Linked DNA regions of Mus musculus: regions 1, 2, 3 and 4 are each linked to region 5. The links are chromatin contacts, called in public HiChIP or PLAC-seq maps. All regions are on one chromosome and are shown on one strand. The core of a region is the stretch at or near the end of the contact, and the rest is flanking DNA. Distances in the headings are between cores, read along the strand shown.

What was found. HiChIP or PLAC-seq counts read pairs in DNA pulled down with a chosen protein or histone mark.
Region 1: an HNF4G HiChIP or PLAC-seq map of pancreatic cancer cells shows a contact between it and region 5. The contact joins two enhancer-like sites. A contact is called at or near these places in 7 of 39 promoter capture datasets (3T3-L1-derived adipocytes, cranial neural crest, embryonic stem cells and 4 more), 10 of 484 Hi-C or Micro-C datasets (the AML12 cell line, B cells, the C10 cell line and 6 more), 5 of 115 datasets of contacts at active chromatin or transcription factors (bone marrow-derived dendritic cells, embryonic stem cells, large pre-B cells and 1 more) and 1 of 9 other capture datasets (embryonic stem cells).
Region 2: a FOXA1 HiChIP or PLAC-seq map of pancreatic cancer cells shows a contact between it and region 5. The contact joins two enhancer-like sites. A contact is called at or near these places in 4 of 39 promoter capture datasets (the 3T3-L1 cell line, liver and stem cell-derived epiblast-like cells) and 1 of 115 datasets of contacts at active chromatin or transcription factors (pancreatic cancer cells).
Region 3: a contact with region 5 is called in an HNF4G HiChIP or PLAC-seq map of pancreatic cancer cells. The contact joins two enhancer-like sites. A contact is called at or near these places in 1 of 484 Hi-C or Micro-C datasets (cerebral cortex), 2 of 115 datasets of contacts at active chromatin or transcription factors (bone marrow-derived macrophages and pancreatic cancer cells) and 1 of 9 other capture datasets (embryonic stem cells).
Region 4: a contact with region 5 is called in a FOXA1 HiChIP or PLAC-seq map of pancreatic cancer cells. The contact joins two enhancer-like sites. A contact is called at or near these places in 1 of 484 Hi-C or Micro-C datasets (nephron progenitors), 1 of 115 datasets of contacts at active chromatin or transcription factors (pancreatic cancer cells) and 1 of 9 other capture datasets (embryonic stem cells).

The regions. Positions count from the first base shown.
Region 1 is chr3:126,569,450-126,572,149 of GRCm38.p6, reverse strand. No RefSeq gene overlaps it. Among named protein-coding and RNA genes, the nearest start is that of Camk2d, 26 kb to the left of the region's middle. Within about 2 kb of position 1,364, at least 29 of the 459 cell types and tissues checked have an H3K27ac peak or open chromatin away from gene starts, as enhancers often do. A contact at or near this core is called in pancreatic cancer cells, where this site is marked.
Region 2 is chr3:126,694,336-126,697,035 of GRCm38.p6, reverse strand. All of the region lies in intron 3 of Camk2d (calcium/calmodulin-dependent protein kinase II, delta), which reads right to left. Among named protein-coding and RNA genes, the nearest start is that of Gm15551, 27 kb to the right of the region's middle. Within about 2 kb of position 1,340, at least 200 of the 459 cell types and tissues checked have an H3K27ac peak or open chromatin away from gene starts, as enhancers often do. A contact at or near this core is called in pancreatic cancer cells, where this site is marked.
Region 3 is chr3:126,610,555-126,613,254 of GRCm38.p6, reverse strand. All of the region lies in intron 2 of Camk2d (calcium/calmodulin-dependent protein kinase II, delta), which reads right to left. Among named protein-coding and RNA genes, the nearest start is that of Camk2d, 15 kb to the right of the region's middle. Within about 2 kb of position 1,399, at least 122 of the 459 cell types and tissues checked have an H3K27ac peak or open chromatin away from gene starts, as enhancers often do. A contact at or near this core is called in pancreatic cancer cells, where this site is marked.
Region 4 is chr3:127,256,409-127,259,108 of GRCm38.p6, reverse strand. All of the region lies in intron 1 of Ank2 (ankyrin 2, brain), which reads left to right. Among named protein-coding and RNA genes, the nearest start is that of Gm16958, 96 kb to the right of the region's middle. Within about 2 kb of position 1,313, at least 227 of the 459 cell types and tissues checked have an H3K27ac peak or open chromatin away from gene starts, as enhancers often do. A contact at or near this core is called in pancreatic cancer cells, where this site is marked.
Region 5 is chr3:126,988,808-126,991,507 of GRCm38.p6, reverse strand. The region is part of intron 22 of Ank2 (ankyrin 2, brain); the gene reads left to right. Among named protein-coding and RNA genes, the nearest start is that of Gm25501, 15 kb to the left of the region's middle. Within about 2 kb of position 1,362, at least 10 of the 459 cell types and tissues checked have an H3K27ac peak or open chromatin away from gene starts, as enhancers often do. A contact at or near this core is called in pancreatic cancer cells, where this site is marked.

The sequences.
Region 1 (2,700 bases), core at 115-2,614, 420 kb after region 5:
GGTGAGAAACAACACTCTTACTTTTATATGCATATCATAGCTCAAGTGTGCCAGTGCAAACAAATGCCCATTATATATGTATACCCACACACGCAATTAGAGGTAACAAATGTAGAAGAAAAATATTCCAAAGGAAAGGAATGATGGATGAAAGCATAATTTTAGCCATTGTTTTTGACAAGGTATTATTCATGGGTAAGTCTATTAAGCATAATTATGTAAATGATCCCCAAAGTATAAATAGTCTTTGGCAATGTTTAACCACTCATATGTGGGGACCAGTTAAGAGTGGTTTGGATTTTACCAGAACTTCTATTTTTGCCATGGAATAATAATTAAGAAAGGTGAAAGGGAATTATAACATCTGGGCAAAGTTGGGGTAAGTATGTTCAAAATACACTGTACATGTATGAATATTCAGAGAAGAAATCAACAGTACTAAAAACAGTTATATAGTAGAAGTATAGAGCAACATAGGTATGGTGACACATAGAGACATAGGGTTGATAAGCTTAATGAGCCAGTGAACCAAATGTCATATTGGAACAAGTAGGCTTAAAGAAGTAGAGATGGCAGAATGAAATGTTTGGAATCAAAACTCAGAGATAGTACAGGGTGTGACCTGGTATGACATGAGTGGGTCATGGAGAGCAATATGGATAAAACCACAGACACTGTGGAGACAAAGGGATTTGGAAAGTGACATCTTAGGTCACATGGTTGTATTTGGAAGCTGATAGACTGACAATACAAAAGGCACAAGAGAGTGAGGGGGCATTGTAGATCTTGCAGCTCTTTCTCCAGCAGCATGTCTGCCTGGACACTGCCACTCTCCCTACCATGACCATAATGGATTAAAGTTTTGAAACTGTAAGCCATCCCTGATTAAATATTTTCCTTTGTAAGAGTTACCCTGGTTTATGGGGTCTCTTCACAGCAATGCAAACCCTAAGACAGAAGTGGAGAGAAGAATGGGGGTCAACATATGTGAAACTGAGTTCCTTGAGAAACTAGGTTTCTGATGATGCTACCCGTGAGCCGGTATTGAAGCACTGTGAGTTTTGCTTTGGAAATCACAGAACACTCTTGTGCAGTGGTCTAGTGTAGTTGATCACTCCTGCAGCTGGAGCTAGAGTAGCAGGGAGGAGGTGGTCTCAACCTTGAGATGTCAGAACAAAGGAAGTGTAGAAGTCTCAGTCTCAGTGTAAATAGCTAGAGAATGACTGTTACCCAGCAACCTCTCCTTTCTATCAAGAGCCTTTTCAGTGATGCTGGTAATTGGAAAATCTCCCACAGAAGATTTTGATTACTCATCTTTGGTGAGTAACTGAACCAATACCACATCAGCTATATGAGCGTCATTGCTAGTTGTTGACAACTTCTGATGAGTAAGCATTGTGGTATGTATGTAAACTGGCCACATAGTTGCTATCTTAAATTTTGCTCTTGTTTCCATTCCAAAAGACATGAGTGCCATTGAAACTGTAGAATATATGAAGAAAACATATTTTATTAATTCTATTGTATTCATTATTTATTTGTTTTTATTTTATGTGTATGGGTAGTTTTACTGCTTGTATGTCTGTGTACCATGTGCATAGAGTTCCTGCAGAGGCCAAAACAAGCTGTCATATCCCCGGAATTAGGATTATAGTTGATTGTGAATCACCATGTTAGCACTAGGAAATGAACCCTGGTCCTTAGGAAGAGCAACAAGTTAATCACTGAGCCATCTCGCCCATATTATTTTTTAAAATAACTATTAAAACAAAGATGTCTTTCTTTAATTAAAGAGAAAAAAGGGCTTAGATATGGTCCAATTGTATTTTGGGTTGTAGACAAAATATGGAAAGTATACTGTTTAATTATAAACTTGTTTATGAATAGGCAAATGACTGTAAATGCTAATTCTACACAATCAGAAATAAATATGCAAATGCCTTTAAGTGTCATGACGTTTACAGAAAATTTGAAATAAGCAGTCAAGTTAGAAGCTCGACTCTGCCTTTATGTACTTAAAGTTATAACACTTTTTTTTCCATGAGACAAACTAAGTTCATGTGCTTTTAACTTGGCAACAATCTCCTTACCTAGAGAAAGATGCCATGGACGAGCAAAGGCCATGCTAAATTCACCTGAAGCAAAACCCTAGAGGATCACCAATCTCACCCATCTTTTCTCATCTGCAGAGGGGATCATACCAAGCTCTTTCCCTATACAGGGTCTGGTAGTCAGCTCTTTGACCTTCTGGAGGAAGAAAACATGTGCAAATCTTCAAGTCCTAGAAACAACAAAGAATTCTACTTGTTTATCTCCCAGAACATTGGCGGGAGTATCGTGTTCAGTCCTGACAAACAAAGGCATCCTAAAGAGTGATGAAAGTACTCAGCGCCTAGCATCAGTCATGTGACAGTACAATGGTTGTCGCTGGGCTACAAGTAGAAATAACAGCAGCCGCAGCATGTTCGTGGAATTAGAAATGTTTCTAGGCTTTATATAGAATAAATAAATATACAGTTTTATTTAATGAACTCGATTGAAGTGTCCAGTTAAGCAAAATGATTCAATGATATGACTAAAGCCCATAAAACAATGTTTTGAATTCCATAGCTCGATGGTCCTCATTCGGATAGTCAGAAAAATGGTAAATCTTCACTCCATTTGTAACTACATAAGCATCTTGGGGTTTGCAGAAAAACA
Region 2 (2,700 bases), core at 91-2,590, 290 kb after region 5:
CTGTCCAACACTCAGCTAGCAGTCTGTCTACTGTAGCCATGATCATCACCTGGTAGCAGCTACCGACATAGTTTTGACTTAGGGGCGATACTGTTGCTTCTTCTGGTCCTTGGAGATAGTCAAGACTCTAGAAAATATTTCACAGCTGACGCACATACCTAGTGCGGGCACTTCTTTTACAGGTTCCTGTGAACAGTCCAAGCTTCCCTCACAGGGCTGATGCTCCTGACACAGCTGGCACCCAACTTCAGTATTTTATGCAAATGAAAAGTAATGCTGTTACACAGAGCCCTGGGGGCCTTGTGCAGATGAGGAAGTCAGATCAAAATGTGAACTTCGGAGTCAAACAAACGTATTTGAATCTTGGTTCCACCCTCTGTAAACTAAGCAAGCTCAACCAAATTTAATTAACATCTCTGAGACTCACAGAGTCCCGATTTATATAGGCACAGGATCAGTTACTGACAGTGAACTGAGTTTTAAAAAATGGAGATTTGGTTTCCTGAGACATAGAGTAGTCTGGAAAGTAATAAGATAATTATATGAAATATAAGATAATTATATGAAATGTTCAGAATCAATACGTTTCAGGTTATTACTATCTAAAAAAAATCTACCTATTTTTCTTAAAGCTTTCTTCTTCCAAACAGAATAAAGAACTGGAAGTTTGGTACTCTGTGTAATTATGAAACAGATATTTATAAAAATAAAATACTATCAAAATATCTAATAATTAGAATACTGCTATAAAATAAATACAATAAAGTTATTGCCACTTATTAAAATTATTACACCATCTGCCCTGTGATAAACCATGAGGCTTTCACAGTGATTGTTAAATTTTTTGGTTTGCAAAATAAATACTAGACTTGGGCTACAATATACCCATGAAATAAAAGTGATATGCTACACTTTAAAATTAAGGACAAGGAAATGAAAACACCTCAACAAAACTATAAATTACTTTAGACAGGTTTCTCATGAAGAAATGGAGGGGGGGGTCTCTCTATGCTGCACAACTCAAGGATGAGGAGTGAAGCAATCAAAGAACTATGAACATCCAGAAAAAGAGAAAACATTACAGAAAGATCAGTTATACCGTGGTTCCTCAGTTTATAATCGTCCCAATTAGTAGTAAAATATGTGACATTTCAACAGGAAGGGATTCCTGTGTCCTGGAGCATACGCGGCAAACAAGGCATTAAAGTCCAATAAGGGCAGAGGACAAAAGAACAGGGTCAGAGGAGCTGTCACGGATCCAGGTCATCCACAGAGCTGTTTGTGAAGCCATGCGTGGATGCCCAGGAGTCCAGCCTGCCAGCGTACAGAATGAATTGCCCAGAGCCTCAGCAGTCCATTTCCAGCCTGAGCTGAGACAGCAGTATCAATCACTAGCAGTAGGAAAGGGACTGGAGCGGTGACAGGCTCTTAGGCCAGGGAACTCTGCAGCACAAAGCAAGAACTGTTCCTTTTCTGGCAGCTCACTGTTGCGATCGATGCCTAAGCCAGCGAATGCGTGTGAGTCAGAGACTCTCATGCTCTGCAGTGACCCCAGCAGCCTCTCTTCCACTGACCATCATCTGGTTCTGGGCCTTGATGTGATTGGCTTATTTCTTTTATTAGGGTAATCTTTATGCCTGGTAAGAGTGGACATATTCAGAGCTGTCTGCCTCTCTGTCTCTCTGTCTCTCTCTCTGTGTCTCTCTCCCTGTCTCTCTCTCTCCTTCTCTATCTCTTTATTCTCACTCCCTCTCTCTGCAACTATACTGAACATCCTGGTAAACTGCAATGAGTTTTTAAACTGATTAAAGTCAGCTTCATAATTTAAAAAAAAAAAAGGTTCAAAGGATAATAGGAATTGCCTTATAAGAAATTTGCAGATGAAGATGGATATATTTTCTTCTCTACTCTACAAGCAAAAGCTTTTATTATGCCAGGGTATTTCACTCTGGCTCATGTCCACTGCTGTCATAATGGGTTTCTGTTATATAAAGAGGCAATCACTCAATGAGGGCTATTCTAAATCAGTTCCATTAGAGGGACAACTGGGGAACTCCAGGGATTTGGGGAAAGGTGGGAAAGGAGAGAGCCAAAAAGAAAACAAGACATCAACAACACAATCAAAAGAAACAGGAAGATACATAAATAAGTAAATGCGTCTTCTTGGTTTCTAGGCCGAGATGGAAGTGAGTCTTTCAAAGGATGACGAAGTTGGCCTTAGTGATGCACAGGCCAGAAACTTAAAATATGAGAAAAAGGTAGAGTCAAAATTATTTTAGTGATATTGTATATATATATAAATTCCACAATCCTCTGAAACAAATAGCCAACTTATACAAAAAAAGAATTATGCTGGGCATGGTGGCATAAACATTTAATCCCCACACATGGAGACGTAACCGATCCCTTTAAGTTCCAAATCAGCCTGAACCACAGAGCGAGTTTCAGGCCAGTTAGGGCCACAGAGTGAGAAGTGAGACCCTGTCTTACAAACTACAACGAAAACAAGAATAGAGGAAAGCCTGGAGTGGTTTAGCTAAGGTTACACACAAAATTCCAAAGCCACAGGTGACCAGGAGGTGGTAACTGAGACATAAAGAGACTGGAAACAGACATCTACGGTAAACCTGGGACAGAAAATCTAGTGCCCGGGCAACTGGGAGCACAGCTGAGAGCAAAGCCACTAGAAGACAAATAAAC
Region 3 (2,700 bases), core at 150-2,649, 380 kb after region 5:
TTCAAACAAAATTAAGTAAGATTAAGTCAAATTTCCCTCTCCTTTTTCCTGAGCATATAAGATATACATAGAGAGCAATAGGCAAAGTTAACACTAAGAAAATTATTTCCAAAACTTATTTCCAAAATTAGATGCAAGTGGGTCTTGATTCTACTTATGTTTGGAGGACAGGGTTGGGCATGGGCAATCAAATGCTACTTGCGGAAATAGAATTTCTCTAATCCTTCCAGGAGCTGTGTCAATTTTGACTCACTGTCCTTTAAGTTGACAGATGGCCTTCTGCTCTGTTCCCAAAGCTCTTTCCTCACACTGCATTGCCTCACCCTGACTTGATACAAGGGTTTAAGCCTAGTCTGACCTTCTTATGCCTTATTTGGCTAACAAGGGAGGCCTGCTTTTTATTCTGAAGGAAAAGAGAGAAGTGGAGCTGGGAGAGAAAAGGAGGAGGAAGAGGAAGAGGAAGAGGAGGAGGCTGGGAGAAGTTGGGGTTGGGTGAAGAAAAACTTCGGACAGATGTATTTATTGAAAACCAAAAACGAAAGGAAAAAAAAGTCAAATTACTATGAATTACATATTTGCATTGAATAAAACAGTGATCTTTCTTTCTCCTTTAAGTGCAACCATGAAAACCTTAATATGAATAAAAGTCAAAGCTCTTACATATTTTTTTTTTACGATTTTTAAAAACAGAGGAAAATTTACATGGCTAAGCCAACCTACAGAGATTAAATGTTTAAACTAAAGTTACCTAAGGGAATGAATGATTTTTTTCATTATTTAAGTGATTCAACACTGTGGAATAAACTGTGTAACTCTCAGTTTCTTAAAAAGAGAGAGAGAAGAAGGCAGCAGTTGAGTGCAGTATGCACAGATGTGACATTAAAGGCTCTGGGTCCCTAAACATGTATTAGCAAAACTACAGGAAAACAGACTCTGCAAAACATTTATTCCTCTACGTAACTGTACAGACCAGTGCTAGTCTTTTAGACACAAGAATCTGGTGTTGAGTGGCATCCTATTGGTTAGATGTCCTAGTCACTTTTGGCTTTAAGTAGACCCCTCCAATAATTTTCACAACAGTCACAACATACACTGCAATCTCCAGTAACACTCCATAACACTTGACTTTAAAAAAAATACTCTAATTATTTTTAACACTCCATAACACTTGACTTTAAAAAGAAATACTCTATTTTCAAGTCCTTTGTTTTTTACTTAGTGGCTCTTATGGGGTTTGTATTTTGCCCCAAGGCTACATAAAACAGAATGAGGGGTTGATAAGCAGTTTGCTGTGGCTCTCTTATCAGCTGTTTACCCCTAATGACTCAGGGCTATAAATCTCGGGATCAACCTTCCTTCCTTCCTTCCTTCCTTCGTTCCCACAGAGCCTGCCACTTCATGATTCACTCTCAGAGGGTGAAAAGAATTCCAACTCCCTTCATCGGGCTCTGCAGGCTTTCATGACCACCAAACCATTCACTGGCACTTTCTGATTTGATTGTTCCTCACGAGTAGTTTCTCGTAATGTCCTATCTGTTGGTGTCCTATCTGTCTATTCAACATTGCTTATTTTCAAAACCCAGTGCAAACACCGGCTCCTTGGAGACGTCTCCCTGACCTCTCCATAGAGCTCAGAACCCAGAGCTCAGTACCAGCAGCCCCAGTGCTAATTCAGTTTCCTCTGGGTCCGTTCACCTTGAGAGGAAAGACTTTGCCTCTCCCTCTTTAGTTATCTGTCAGAGGGAGGGGGCTTGGCAAGGACAGTTTTTCTTTTTTCATTAAGATGAAATTGAAAGTTAGAATGTAGTTCTTCAAAATTCAATTTAGGTATCATACTGTAATTAAATGTCCTCAGTGGAAATGGACAAAGCCTCCAGGAAGCAACGTGACAAAGAATTCTGAAAACACTTAACTCTGTGTCTCAGGACTTCTCCTCCTAGGTGAATCCTACCTAAGACCCAGAAGTCTGAAACACTTTACAAAGGTGTGCTTTCAGTTCTATCTATTATCTTCCGCAGTAAAGGGCACAAGTTAACAGAAAGATGCATGCAACCCTATAAAATAACCAGCTGGTGTTCACTTCCTCGGCGAAGCAGGGTGCAGTTCTTCAGAGTTCAAAGGAATTTCCACAACACAGGGATGTGTTGTAATTTTAAGTAAAACTGGAGACCAAAATGTCCAGTTTGAAAGAGAGAAAGAGGGAGTGGGCAGCCAAGGAAGTAGGTAGGTTAGGGGGAAAGGCAGGGGCCAGCTGGGAGGGCTCAGCAGATTAGGGAACTTTCACACAAGCCTGACAACCTGACCTTTATCCAGAATTGCTGCCAGCTGTCCTCTAACCTCCATATACAGGCAAAGTCATTTGCCCACACGTAACACAAAATAAATAAATGAAAATAAAATTTTATAATAAAAAATTACGAACTTTGAAAAGAAATAAAGAAATGAAAAAAAAAGGTTATCAGTGCTTGCTTGGAAAGACATAAATATGTCCCTTTTTAGTTTTTCTGTACTTTTCTAAAGTCTAGATTAGTATAAGTATTGTATGCTATAATTCATTTTACATGCATCTATAAAAATTAAAAATCTCTCCCTGAAGTACTGTCAAAGTTTATAATTACATTTCATAATTTGTAGTTTATAAATTGAAAGTGTATAAATACATTTTAAAGTGAGCATGATGATGATGATGTGAGTTTGGCA
Region 4 (2,700 bases), core at 64-2,563, 270 kb before region 5:
TATTCAACACGATGTCAGTGCCTGATAGGATCTGACACACGGAATCTTCCTTTTGTTTGAGAGAGAGCGACAGAGATACCTTTTTTTGTTTGCTTGCTTGCTTGTTTGTTTGTTTTTTGTTATAGGACCTAAAGCACTCTAGGGCCCCCACCAGTCCAACAACTTGAATATGATCCCTAGGACCAACATTGTAAGAGAGAATCAACTCCTGCGAGTTGTCTTCTGACTTGCACATGCATGGATTGCGCATGTGCATTCCCATGCTTAACTCGTTAGTTTATGTTTGTGATTCTATATTTCTAGCGAGCATTTGTAACTATGCCTAAATGGGTGTGTTGATGGGTCTGCCCCTGACTAGTCGTAGACTCCTGCGGCATTCCTTACGCTGGGGTCCATGTACTGACACCCATCAGATGCTGCCCTGCAAGGGAAAGAAAGGGCACTAGCCTTGAGGTTCAGAAATGGGCGTAGGATTTGGTGTTTGGAATGACACAGGTGGCACCGAAATAGCTTTGAATGTCTTTGAATCCCATATTAAGACACATCCTATTTTTAGCATTTTATAACGTAAAATAATGTTTTTATCTGACTGTTATACGAAGTACTTTCTTCTCCTAAATCCTCGCAACTCTACTCGCCCATTTTGTACTTTTTTGTTAATATATTTTAATTAGCTTGAGTCAAAGAAGATCATACATTTTTGGTAGTTCTTAAATTATTTCGTTTTAATTTAATTTTTTTTCAGCACTGGGAGTTTAGTTGATCTCTCTCTCTCTCTCTCTCTCTCTCTCTCCCTCCCTCCCTCCCTCCCTGCGTGCGTGCGCGCGCGCGCGCGCGCGTGTGTGTGTGTGTGTGTGTGTGTGTGTGTGTTTGTGTGTGTGTGTGCATATGCTCGTGTGACTGCCTGTGCATATATAGAGGTCAGAGGACAACTTGTGTCGTCTTTTCTCTCGTTCTATCTTTTACATGGGATGTGGAGATCCAACTCAGGTCACCAGGCGCGTGCAGCTAGTGCGGAGCCATCTGGTCAGCGCTGAGAGGAGCTCTGATGGCTAAATTCATCTGAACTATGTTCCTTCAGAACAAGCAAGAATCTTAGTGGATTTCTTTGAGGAGTGGGGAGAATGGGGAAAAGTCCACTTGCCGAGCAGGGATTCAAAACCCGGATGCTGTACGGGGAAATTAGAGATTGCTCTTCCTTCTCCCCCCCCCCTGGATTTTGCAAGTTTTTATTGGAGGTGGAGCTCCAGGCCAATACTTTACAGCGCAGGCGGCGTTTTCTCAGGAATGCAGTGGGGCCTGGTGCCTGCGCCCCGCCCAGGACAGAGCAGCTGTTTCTGCTGAATGCTTGGAATGCGAGAGGCTGCGAGTAAGGAGAGCAGAGGGCATTGTTTCACCTCCCTAAGCCCGGGTGAAAAGAGTCTTTTGTACACAGGAGCAGTTCAGCGTGGAACAGCATTTCTTCCCCTGGGCAGCTTCCAATCCTTCAGCTGGGAACGCAGTGTGAGTGGTTTCCCGGCTTTCTGATAGCACATGGTTTAATCTGCTATCCCACAAACACGGAACCAGAGCCCTCCAGAGTCAAACAGGGTGAAGGTACCGTTTCCAGCATCTCTTCAGAGGAGAAGATAGACAGCAATGCCATGTGGAAAAAATTTGGGCATAGCAAGTTGGGAGTGGCTAAGCCACTTAAGGACTCTGGGGGTTTAAGAGTCTCTGCTCTAACCTTGGCCAATAGATTTTTTTTTTTTTTTTTTTTTTTTTTTTTGGTTTGGTTTTTTGAGACAGGGTTTCTCTATATAGCCCTGGCTGTCCTGGAACTCACTTTGTAGACCAGGCTGGCCTCGAACTCAGAAATCCGCCTGCCTCTGCCTCCCAAGTGCTGGGATTAAAGGCGTGCGCCACCACGCCCAGTTTATAACTCAGATTTTTATCAATGGCATATGAACAATGGAACTGACTTCATGGCGTCATTAATACATTGTAACAAAAAGATTTATGGGGGGAACAGTGTTTGGTCTTTGGTAAGCACTGGATCTGTGGTAGCTATTTTTATGTTTTGTTCTAAAACACTCTGTAAATGGTTGGTGTGCCGAATGAGACCTGCTATCAAATAGTCTTTGTTTCAAAGTGTACTAGGATGGGGTTAAAGATCTGGCTCCAGTGCTGTGGGCTGGCCTAGTGAACACAGAGCTGAACAAAGCAGGAAGGTCAGGAGTTCAAGTTCATCTTCAGCTACTTAACCACCTTGAGGCAAACCCCCGATACACAACACCCAATGTATCATTAATTAAGTACTACCAGAATCCAAGTCTGACTAGATGCTGGCCAGCTCTTACCAAACATTTGAGTGATTTTAGTTAACTTTTCTTGCTTTCATGTGGCAGATGGGGCAATGGTGGTATTGATGACCCACTAGCTGCATGCCTGGAGCTACAGGCTGGACCTTGTTCTTGGGGCTTCTTGAGCCTCAGTTGCTCAAAACTCTCCCACCTTAAGTGAGAGGAGCGATTATATCTTACAGTGTAGGAAACACGTGCTGAGAAGAATTGGACCCTGTTCATTTAAAAGGTACCCACCGAGTGCCTTGTACACCAGAGGTATAGCTTGAACCACACAGACAGAATTTCCTGTCCTTATGGCTTTCTGTAACGTTAGGGAATAGGAACCAACAGAAATGATTTAAAATACATTGTATAG
Region 5 (2,700 bases), core at 113-2,612:
TTCTAATGGACAGCTAGAGATTAAGTCTATAATATACAGTTTATAATTTAATTGAGCTAAAATTATAGCTCAAATTTGAAATGCTCAACTAATAATAAATAAAATACTGCATTATAGAAGCCCGTTACATTTGTTCACCTCATAGATGCTTATCTGCTGTTTAATCTTGGTGATATCATTGGGCCTTGGATTTCTCTTTCTTACAGCATTGATTTAGTTTGCTTTCATTAAGTCAATACCTGTGGTCTTATGTAAACATGCCAAGAGTCATAGGCAGGCTGGACTTGCTAACATGAGCTTCAATTGTGCCTTTACCTATACACCATGAGATTCTCTGACCTTTTACTTTCTGCATTGTCTTTAAACAAAGATTCCACTCAAAGAAAACCTGTTTTGTCACTCTAAAAATATATTTTAACATAATTTTATCACACCAAATATCAAATTATATATATAATATATATATGTATATAAAATTTCAGAAATGACTATCTCTGAAATGACTCCCACTCTTCTTTGAGAGACTGAGCCATACATTGTTGTGTGTGTATACGTACATAGAATTAAATAAAGTTATTGGGGGTATATCAGGAAGTATTTCTCTGTGTAAATCATATCTAATAGTCTAAGGAAAGGTTTATGATAGAGAAAGGAATATGTACAAAATGTCCAGAGCATAAGAGGCAGAACCCACGATGACAGAGAAACAAACCATCCAGCATGTGGGTAGCAGGGACTGGGAAGTAAGGCTTGCCTACCTGCCTGTCCCTGTTTGCTACCTCACAATAGGTCATCTAAGACATTTTTCTTAGTGTTGTTCTGAAAACAAAAGAAAGCACATTTGCTATTAAAAAAAAAGTTGGGGCTGGAGAGATGGCTCAGTGGTTAAAAGCACTGGCTGCTCTTCCAAAGGTCCTGAGTTCAAAAGGTCCCAGCAACCACATGGTGGTTCACACCCATCTGTATTGGGATCCAGTGCCCTCTTCTGGTGTGCATGAAGACAGCATACTCATATACATTAGATAAGTAAATATTTTTTTAATCTTCTTTTTGTTTTTTTTTTTTTTAATCTTTTTTTGTTTGATTGTTTTTGTTTTTCGAGACAGGGTTTCTCTGTATAGCCCTGGCTGTCCTGGAACTCACTACGTAGAGCAGGCTGCCCTTGAACTCAGAAACCTACCTGCCTCTGCTTCTGCCTCCCAAGTGCTGGAATCAAAGGTGTGCGGCACCACTGCCAGGCCAGATAATTTTTTTTTTAAAAGAACAGTTGGCAAAAGACTTGCGCCTCACCACTTCTGATTGACTCAGTCCTGTTGTTCTTGGCCCATGTCTCTTGTATCCCTTCATAGTCTCTTGGCAATCTGTTGGCCTTTTCTGATTTGGCAACAACCCAGTGACTGAGTCATTGTCCTCACTGAAACAAGTTTTTAGTACCTGTAGAACAAAGCACAGACGTCTACACAACACACTCCACACACTCTGGTGCTTTACTGCTTCATTCTCCTCTTTGTCAAGAGTTTATTCTTTTCATGTTCTCCTAACTGTCAACTGGTGCACTACATTTACTGGTGCACTTTAAATTACACATTTGACTATATTCAAGTATATTCAAGTTATTCAAGTATAACTCGAAGAGCTTTATTTATATTTAAAGCTGTGAGGTTTCTTTTTGTATAGAGGAGTCTCACTTTTAAAATTGGCACAATGGTGCATATTCTTGGTGTGCAATGTGATAATTTGAGATGTGTATACATTGGGAAAATGGCTAAATCTGCCAATTTGTTTATTGTCACATTGTACACTCATCATTTGTGGGTGGATGTGCAGAGAGTACCTACAATGTCTTGGAAAATTTCAAGTATACTAGGACTAAGGACATAGCTCAGTTAGTACAGGGTTTTCTTAATATGTGTAAGGCCCTGGGGTCCATCCCAAATGCTTCTTCATACAAGTTATCCTGGTGCACATGTGGAATCCAGGCTCTTGAGAAGTGGAGATAGAAGGGTCGGAGTTACAGGGTTGTCCTTGCACATAGCAAGTTTTTGGGTTGGAGGCCAGTCTGAGATATATGGCACTCTCAGAAAAATGATGGAGAAAAGACCTTTTCAAGTGTATAGTACACCGTGGTATTATCTGAGCAGTGTGGAGTGTCATGCATTACACTTCTCATTTGATTGATATTCTGTATCCATTGAATACCAGCCCACACCTCTCTTGCCTGCGCTCAACCCCTGGTAACCATGATTCTGCTATCTGTTTCTATGATTTGGACTTTTAAACAATTTCTCCAAGTAGTGAAGTCACATGATATTTGTCTCTTTGTACCAGGCCTTTTTTTCCCCCCATTTTGAAATCCCTGTGTTGTGTTTGGCATATAACGATTATGGAATTCCTTGCTGTACAAGTGACTAACAACTTCTGAGGCCCGTCATTCTGAAGATGAATATAGTTTTCAATTACAATGACCAGTTACTCTAGATGATGTTTGTTAACTTCTAGCCTATTCTGAGGACTGCTCTCAATGCTCCTGTATTAGCATTCATAACTACTTTATGGAACATTAGTCTGTGGTTTTCAACAAGGAAACTGAGGCATAGCCAAGTTAAAGGACTTGCTGAGGCCTTCCAGCTCGTGAGATGAGTCTACAACTGGAAGCCATGAAGCCAGAGGACCCTGATCTCTATGCTCCTTATCCCACAT